Regions from separate parts of the Mus musculus genome. Here region 2 is linked to region 1. A link is a contact called in public Hi-C data. All regions are on one chromosome and are shown on one strand. The core of a region is the stretch at or near the end of the contact, and the rest is flanking DNA. Distances in the headings are between cores, read along the strand shown. Region 1 overlaps Derl1 (Der1-like domain family, member 1). Region 2 holds the start of Fbxo32 (F-box protein 32).

Region 1 (4,683 bases), core at 1,177-3,676:
TTCCTCCTTGTCATTACTTATTAAACAACACATTGTAGCAACTGGTGGTACACAATTTACATTGTAAAAGGGACCATAGGGAATGTGATCTATCTTACAGTATAGGTCAGAATATCTAGGTTCTATGCAAATATTATACCATTTTATCTAAGGATTGTGGATATTTGTAGGTTTTAGTATACAGGGAAGCTCTCAGCTCCCATCTTCCATGGATTCCAGTGGAGGATGTTAATCTTACATCCCATCTAGCTTCCTCATTTGAGTTTAAATTCAGTTAATACGTTTGTAGAATTGTGCAGCCATTATCATAATCCATTTACAACATTTCTTTGCCTCTAAAGTCTATATCTGTTAGTATTGCCCATTTCCTTCAATCCATCTTCCATGCAAGCCATAGGAAACTTCTGTTCCCTTTCTGCTTTTTAGAGTCGCCTGTACTAGTAATTTCTTGTAATAATTGTGATAGGATCATACCATCTGTGATCTTTTGTGACTGTTTCTTTTACTTAGTGTCATTTTAAGGTTCTCCTACGTAGCATGTAGATGTAGTTCATCCCTCATTGTTGTCAGTTATATAGATAATGTTGATGGGCCCTTGGTTTAATCCATTTCGTGGCTGCCGTGACTAGTGCTGCTGTGAGCATTGCCGTAGAGAGGAGTCGTCCACGCTATCCTGCTTAGTCCTCTGTTTTGCAGATAGGTGCTCCTATGTCCCAAAGGTCACACTTTTTGTTTTAAAGAAGTGATGTTAAATGTCTTCAGTATTATTTTTAAAGTATTTTTCTCTGTAGAGGCTACTTTGTTCCCCAGTTCTAAAGCCTGATGTTTGCCTTGTGTTTGTTTCCAGGAGCTTTTGACGGGAGGCCAGCAGACTATTTATTCATGCTTCTCTTTAACTGGATCTGCATCGTTGTATCCTTCAGGGCTGCTCAGGCCATAATGAACTCCCTACTTCCCTTTTAAGGTTTTGGGAAATAGTATTCTAAAAACGATTTAAATCAGTTTTGATACCTTTTAAAAACTATAGTTAATAATGAGAATATCAGGTTCTGTCTTTGAAGCCAGGGTAAATCCCATGTTTTGGAGATGCCTTCTCTCACTGGAGTCTCTGGGATTTTTATCCATATTCAGTGGAATTTTATTGCTGTCTCCTTGAGCCCAGTTCTCTGTGTTCCCTGGGATGACAGTTTGTTGACTGAAGCACAGATATTCCATGCCAGCCACAAGACAGCTTTCTGGTTCTTTCCAGAAATTAATTTACAGCCAGCATCATTTCATGACTTCGTTGCTGTCCATCTTTTGGTCCTAAATAACAATCTAGTCCATAAAGCACCCCCCTCTGGGCATGGTCTATCTCTGTGTGAGGCACTATTGATAAGCAAACAGTTGGACCTGACGACTGTTTAAAGTTGATCAAGAGCCAGAAACATAAAGGCCTGGAATACTCCCTCTCCTTTAAGAGAATGGAGAAAAAAAAAAAAAAAAAAAAAAGCTGTCCCTGAGTGTAAGCATTTGTTTCAAATGCACAGATCTGTCTATCCTGTAGTTGAATGCTAAATAGTAAAATAGTAGTAGGGTGTAGAAGAAGATACCAGGTGAGCAGGTCATGGTGAGGCTGTTCATTTCCATGTCTCCTGCTCTACTGACTGTACTGGCGAGTGGATATTTCTGCAGTGATCAGAACTTTTGTGTGTTCCTATATCTTGAGTAATCTGATAGTTAGAAAGTGTTTTCCTTTGGAACAGTGTAGTGACGTTCACTGGAGAGAAATGAGCAGCTCAGCCTTGGTATCTATAGAATACTTTCTGCATATGATCCTTGACTTTACAAACCAAGATTACTGGCTTAGCAATGGATATGCAGGTAAGACTTTCAACTATTTGCCCTTCTGTATGTTTCAGAAGTTGGGATTACATTGAATGCATAGAATGAGAACTGATTATACTGTTAGCTAAGCCTTTGAGGCTCTTGTAGGCATATCTAACCATTGGCTTCCTTGTTCATTTCTGGCTTATGCTTGAATGCTCAGAGTAATGGTTATGCAGTATTTCCTGGGTGTGTGTGGGGTTATGTATTCATTGAAAATAGATTAGATAGTTAAGGAAAATATTTTTTTCCTTCAAATAACAGCTTGAACTGATGTTTCTGAGTTCATGTATTGATCATAGATTTTTATGGCATTCATTGTATGATAAATAATGCGGTTAGTTTGTGATTGTGACATTAGGGTTTCCTGTGCAGTTTGGGAGGTGGGCAGGATAGGCAGGCAGTCACATTAAGCCTTGTTTCGTGCCTGTGGCGCTGAGCTTCCTGTCCTGACTTCCTTTGCAGCTGCTGATGATCCCTCTGATCATGTCAGTGCTCTACGTCTGGGCCCAGCTGAACAGAGACCTGATCGTGTCGTTCTGGTTCGGAACGCGATTTAAGGTAGTTTACCTCTGAGGAATATATAGCTCAGTGGAACTTAGTCTGTGGTAATCTTGCCTGAGCTCAGATGTGTACCTTCTGACACTTCCAGAAGGGGTCGCTGCAGAGTAGTGTACCACAGGCAGGCGTCTGCCTCCCCCTCCTCAGTCCTGCTCCTAGCATCCCAGCATCCCTTGCTGTTGTTACTTCCAAACCCTCTAAGCCTCTTCAGGGATATGCCCCTCAGTGATCGTGTGTGTGTGTGTGTGTGTGTGTGTGTGTGTGTGTGTGTGTGTGTGTGTGTGTGTGTGTGTGTGTGGAGAGAGAGAGGGGTCGAGCACACAAGAGGGATTACAAGAGAGACAACATGCAGAAACCCGCGATTTCTAATCTTTTTGTCACTCCTGCACTTCCTATTAGGTGCCACATACTGTACCTAGAATAGCACCCCCTATGTTCCTGGAGTTTGCTGTTTTCTACCTGTAACGACGACCTGTAATTATAGAACTGAATGTTGCTTGAGCTCCTGGCTGGAGTTAGACTTGTCTAGTCTGCGGGCTACTACTTACCCCAGTTAGACTCATAACTATTTTTAAGCTCCCTTTTACTAGTTTCTGAAGTTCCATTGAAGTTCACTCAGCTTAAGTTTGGTCTAGGGTGTCAGATCTGGAACCCTAATATCTTGTTGGGAGACTGTTAGTTCAGGACATTCACACACAATGTTAGATAAAAATTCAAGTTAATTACTTATAACAATCGCTTTTGAAGTCTTCCAGTGGTTCTGTTTGGGGTGTTTTTACTGTCATCCATAAGATACTTGTTAGTTTCCTTGTGAATATTAACTTAGTAGGACAAATAAGTTTAGTTTTAGATAGGAAGATGTAAGTGCAGTAGGGCCGGCCTTAGATTTGAGAAATTTTGTAGTGACCTAGTGATTTCTGTAAAGCCCTGGTCACTACTTTCTCCCCATTTTCAGTTCCCCAGGTGCCATGTGTTTTCAGACTCGGCTGTTCACATCTGTGTCCTCTTTCCTAGGCCTGTTACTTACCTTGGGTTATCCTTGGATTCAACTATATCATTGGAGGCTCGTAAGTAATGTTAGATTTATTTATCTGGAGACTAATCCTTGGGAAACTTGATTCATTTTTATTTTCCTTTCTTAGGCTTTTAAAGACTTTAAAGACTGAGTGTTGATATGTTAGAACCTTAGAGAGAAAGGTGTTTGGATATAATTGGTTGCACTACAGGATGTAAGCACCTTTGACATTGGATGGCTATCATTTTGTTAGCTTGTCACTAGACACATTGTGTTTCTAGACCTATTTGTTTGAATAAATATATGCCTGTCTGGATTCAGTATCCATACTGGGCAAATACAGAACTTACTTGCCTTGGTTTGTCTTCGGATCTTATCTGGAAGATTACTGCTTGTTTTCAGACACTCCCAGAATGCCTTGGAAATGGCTACTGCCATAGAAATGGAGATTTCTAGATGAGAAGTACCTCTGTACATGGTTTGATGGTGTAGAACTTTGTTAGGCAGGGTCAAATTTCTCCTCCGTTGGTCTGGAGTTGGTACTGAGATGTAGGAAACCCTTTCATGTTTCCAGTCTTAAGTTTAGAGAGGGACCTTTTAGAAGGAGCTGTCTGGGGAGACCACACAGTGGTTAAGAGCAGAGATTGCTCTTGCAGAGGATCTAAGTTTGGTTCCCAGCACGCATGGTGGGCAGCGCACAACTGCCTGTAACCTTAGCTCCAGGGGTCTCTGATATCTCCAGCCCCTCTGTGCTTGTGCCCATGCTGTGTATACACATAGGCATGCACAACAGTTACAGATATGTATTTTAAATCTTTAAGAATGAGAAGAGCCTTCCTCTGCATGATAGGTGGCACACACCTTTAATTGCAGCACTTGGGAAGCAGAGGCAGGTGGGCCAGCCAGGGTTACATAGCTAAACCCTATCTCGAATAAACCAAACCCAAAACAAAACCCAAGGTAGAGATTTTAAGAGCTCTCATTTCTTTCTTACCAATTTTTCAAGAGTTAGTAGATTGCAAAAGTCCTAACCCTTCTTAGAGCCTGATGTATTGGAGCTAGATGGTCCTTACTACTCCTGTGTATTTCCAGAGAGAAGTGAGTGGCCTGAAGAGAAGGACATTGTAGAGCTTAGCACCTTTTGACATTGGTCAGCCTCTCTCGGCTCCCCTACTACTCGGGCAGAGTGTGGGAAGTTGCAGGTGTTCGTTTGCTCCGGCAAGAATCACGTGGGTAAAGAT
Region 2 (4,763 bases), core at 1,117-3,616, 340 kb before region 1:
TCTGTCTTCTGGACCCCTGTGGTTTCTCCCTGGAAGGAGCCCCCTACATCTTTAATAACTGCATCCCTTAATTGTATTCTCTTGCCGATATCAGCTCTCCCCCCAAAAAGCTCAGCCCCAGCATTGCCTCATCTCTTAGCCTGGTTGGTGTTTTAACATTTGTTTGGGATCTTCTGCGGGCCTTTTACAAGCCATTTTTATTATTGCTGCACTAATAAATTATTTATGGTGGGAAACCAAACTCAGAAAATCCTGGCTACTTGAAGACAGACTTTATTAAAAACATCTCCTTCCCCCTTGCAACACAGAACCCACAAGACACACTCGGTTCCTCGGCCTATCCAGCCTCAAGGCACAGTAGAAGAGACACTGCCACTGGCTACAGAGGCAGGGCTGTGGAAGAAAAGAACTGGAAGCTAATTCTCTAGCATGCTTTTATTTCTCTGCTTCTGCCCAGTGCCACCGTAGGTCCAGATGAATGTGACTTCCCAGGTCTGACTAGTAATGATGGGAGGCCAGAAGTCACCCTAAAGCAGTAGTCACTTATTCACACAAGAATTGCCTATGGAGAGACTGGTGAGTTGATTTGGTAGAGAGATATCATAAGACCCAAAAATTAACCTGCAAGCCCCACCGGCCAAAGAACAAGGACTAGGTAATTCCTTAGAATGCTGGGAGTTGTAGTCCTTGGAAAATATCAAAGCCACCTGGGAAAATACAATGGCCTTCAAAGCCTCTGTAAAACATGTCTAGGGGCCGCCACGCTGGGAATTCCAGAGAGTGGTCCTGACCAAAATTTATCCTGGTCAGTATTTAATTAAAGCTTGCTTCAAATTTGCCTCAACGTGGTAGAATTGCCCACCCCCTCCCCGTGCAAATCACGATTAACAGTGTCTCCATGGACACAGTGCTTGATGAACAGTCTTGAGGACCTGAGCTCAGACCCCCAGCACCCATGCAAACAAACAAACAAACCAACCCATTAAAGCACCTATATCTTTATCCTGGTGCTGGGAGACAAAATCCAAAGAATCAGAGGTTCATCGGCCTGCCAGTACAGACAATAGAGAGCTCCAGGCTCAGTGAGTCTGACCCAAAGATAAATAGGGACAAACGTGAGCAAGGAAGACACCTGACATTGACCTCTGCCCACCGCGGGCACACAAATGCACACTCTCTCAGAGGATGGAGGAAGATGGGATGGTTATGAATGGCCAATTCTGTGCCTGGTGGTAAGGCACTGGGCTGAGATGTCTCTAGACTAAAAGGGAGTTATGTTCTGCATAACAGGGAGGATCGCTCTGAGTTGAGAAGTAGCATAAGACCCTAGGTAATCACGGACTTAACCCTCTCTGAGGACCCCACAGCCTTTCACCTGAAAAACAGACTGGCCACCCCCTCGTGTTAGGAGAGATAAGCTCTTAACAGACTCTCTTCCCTTTCTGAAGCGGCCGTGAAACCCAGGAGGACTTTATAGCTAGAAATCAGAGAACACCAGGAATTGAACTCTGCGTAAAGGAAGAGAAAGAAGGGTTCCTGTGGTTCCACAGCCAAAAAAGCCCAACCCTGGGGCACTGGAGCAGCGAGTGTAGCCTGAGACTCCTTCCTGACTCCACGACCCTGGAGGCTTTGTTCTGAGCCAGGCGCCTCGACGCCAGCGCTGCTTGCCCAGAGTCCCTCAGAGTGGGACCCAAGACTGTCTCAGCTCTTCACTTCAACGCCATGGGGTCCGGACGCTGCGGGGGCCTCTTCTTTCCCCTTCCTTTGCCACTGGGGTAGTCGAGCTTGACAGCAAACGCATCAAATGACAGCTTTAAGGCGGAAGGAGTGGGGGTAGTCCCTCCCCGCCCCTACCGCACTGGGTCCCCTCTTTCACTTAGCACACCCTGGCGCCTGGAGTCGGTACTGGCAGTAAGAGAGGTTCAAAGAATGCACCCCTACCCGTCCCCAGACGTTCTGGCCTCCCCCAAGGCTGATCTGCCTGCAAAGATCGGTCCCGCAGCTTCCAGACCCTCTGGGACTGACAGTTCCCAACTCTCTAGGCTTCCTTGCTACACCCTGCTTGTCCGGGACCCGTAGAGGGGACCTAGTGCCGAGTGCAAGACCAGGATCTTGGTGGCGACAGCTACGCCTGATGGGGGAGTAGGGGAGGTGCAGAGGTGCCAGGGCACCGAGGGTCAGCGGGACATCTGGCCTGGCCATGCGGCTTCAAGTTTCCACGGACGCAAGGTTGTGCAACTGCGAGCAGAGCGAGAGCCGCGGGCGCCTCGGAAAACAAGGCGAGCCTATAAACAAAGCCACGTGGCCTCGGGGCGCGGGGGGGGGGGGGCGGGCTAAGAGCAGGCGGCTCTTCCGGCAACAAAGAGACGGGGCAGCGGCCCGGGATAAATACTGCGCTCGGGCAGCCGCTCAGCATTCCCAGAGTCAGGAGGCGACCTTCCCCAACGCCTGCGCCCCTGTGAGTGCAAGGATCCCCGCGCCCACCCAGGATCCGCAGCCCTCCACACTAGTTGACCCACTCTTGTCCCGGTCGCCGCCTGCGTCGTTCCCCAGCATCTTCCCAACGCGCCGCATACCCTGGGCAAGCCAGGCCGGTTCCTGGCTGTCAATCCGTCCCGTCCGTCGGTCGCGTCCGCGCTCTGTACCATGCCGTTCCTTGGGCAGGACTGGCGGTCCCCGGGCCAGAGCTGGGTGAAGACGGCGGACGGCTGGAAGCGCTTCTTGGATGAGAAAAGCGGCAGCTTCGTGAGCGACCTCAGCAGGTGAGGACATTCGCCGACTTCCAGCCCCACAAAACTGATTTTAGCTGGTCGGGGACGAGGGGGAAGTGCACACCTCAGGGGCAGGTGAAGGAGGGCAAGCAGGTCTGGGCCAGAATAAAGAGGGGGCTTCCGACTGAAGGGACAGGAGTGAGGTGCCGGGATTTCGGTAAAGGTCGCCAGAACCCGAGAGATGGGTAATTTAGTGTCTCCTCCTGATCAAGGACAGTGTCTCCCAGCAGAAAAGATCCCATACAGAACCCAGGATCCCTCAATCTGGCAATAGGGGATTATGTCCCTAAACACTTGAACACAGGCGCACAACTCATGGACTCTTCCTTTAGATCCCGCAATTGCAGTCACTGTTTTAAGTGGGTGCTAGCGACTTGGCTGTTTGCCTTTCACTGTCCTATGACAGGACCCCAAGAGTACAAGAGCGGTAGTAGTCACAAGCCGGATGACGGGCCCTGCCATGAGTGCTTGAAGGCTCTTCCCACGCGCAGTCGACGGCTGAGTGGGCCGAGAAAAAAAAAAAGTGACTGGGAGGGGCAGCCGATGGGCCCCGGGACAGCTTGCGGAGTGGGTCGTTGTGGTAACGCTTAGGGGCTGCGGAGGGAGGCAGGGAAGAAATGCAAGAACAGTGCTCTGCTTCAGGAAGGACCAGACACTTGCACCTGTTTCCTCCGTGGCCCTTTCGGTCTTTATACCGTGAGCACACTCCCATCCTTAGTGGTGCCTGCCCGCTGCAGAAAGACCACCCAGACTTGAAGTTTCACCTGAGCTCCGCTGTCTAGTGAAATCTGAGGTCAGAACAAGTGCCCACTCATAGAGTATCAGGTCAAGAATCAATCCCCAGCCTGGACAGCTGACTCCCTGAGACACCTGAGGAACCGACAGAAGTTTGTTTGGAGGCGCTGGTGCAGTTGAAGTCACCTTTCGGTGCTCTCTCCTCCCACTGTCCTTTGATTAACACACACACACACACACACACACACACACACACAACCTGCATCCCTAAGCTGACTTCAACAGAGACTTTTGTGAGTGTGCCAGGTGACGCTGAGTGAGATTTGCCAATGGTTGCTTGAATAAAGGTTTGGTAATTAATTATCAAGAAACCAGTGGGACCTCCAGGGCCTCCCATTTGTTTGTGATTTGTAATGCTTGAATTCCCTTTGTCTCCTAATGAGGTGAAACAGTTCCCTGAACTTAGGGCCTTCCAGGAGAATCAAATATATTAGCCTTGTGTTAGGTCCTTTTTTTTTTTTTGCAAGTCCCAGGGGAGTTTAGAACACTCTAAAGAACTCTTACTCACAGAAAATCAGATAAATTACCAACCATTGTCACCTGACTGTTTCCCAGCGAATGAAGTTAACGGTTATACCTAATACTTTTTCCTCAACTAAGTGAGAAGGGGGTGCACCAGAAGCGTTCTCCTCCTTGGAACCATCCATCTTCGGAGCCTGAATCTAACATCCCAGCTCTTTGTTTCTGTATAAAAAGCTTAGCTTCTTTCCAGGATGACGCAGCAGGGGTCCAGCCCACTGCATTATCTTGACTTCCCCTAGTAAAATAGGATAACAGCCCGCTGTGTTTCAGCAGGCTGGGAACTAAACTGGAGAGACCCCATCTCATCTGGATGCTCACTCCATCCTTGCTCCATGAGACAGAAATAGGACACCTCACTCTCCCTATTCCAAAATATCTGAAGAAGTTAAATCTGCCTCTGAGGCCCGGTGGTGGCGCACGCCTTTAATCCCAGTACTTGGGAGACAGAGGCAGCTGGATCTCTGAGTCTGAGGCCTAGGACTGGTCTACAGAGTTGAGTTTTGGGACAGCCAGGGCTATACAGAAAACAAAACAAAACCCTGTCCTTTTGTCCCTTCCTGATCCGCTTTCTTTTCTTGTGGGTCACACCTGGGAGCTGAAGCAGTCACTCTCAGTCATCATGGTCTCAGCAGTGATCAATACACTGGCCACCTGTGGTCCTTTGCTGAGTCACAG

The links. A called contact is a pair of places that touch in the nucleus more often than the background predicts.
Region 2: a contact with region 1 is called in a Hi-C map of CD4 T cells, with 4 times the contacts expected there. A contact is called at or near these places in 2 of 39 promoter capture datasets (liver and pre-B cells) and 1 of 484 Hi-C or Micro-C datasets (CD4 T cells).

The regions. Positions count from the first base shown.
Region 1 is chr15:57,876,229-57,880,911 of GRCm38.p6, reverse strand. Derl1 (Der1-like domain family, member 1) reads left to right here. Exons shown (of 8, transcript NM_024207.4): 3 at 848-912; 4 at 1,837-1,863; 5 at 2,332-2,427; 6 at 3,442-3,494. Among named protein-coding and RNA genes, the nearest start is that of Derl1, 14 kb to the left of the region's middle.
Region 2 is chr15:58,212,495-58,217,257 of GRCm38.p6, reverse strand. It overlaps Fbxo32 (F-box protein 32), which reads left to right and starts at 2,366. Exons shown (of 9, transcript NM_026346.3): 1 at 2,366-2,762. The coding sequence starts at 2,647.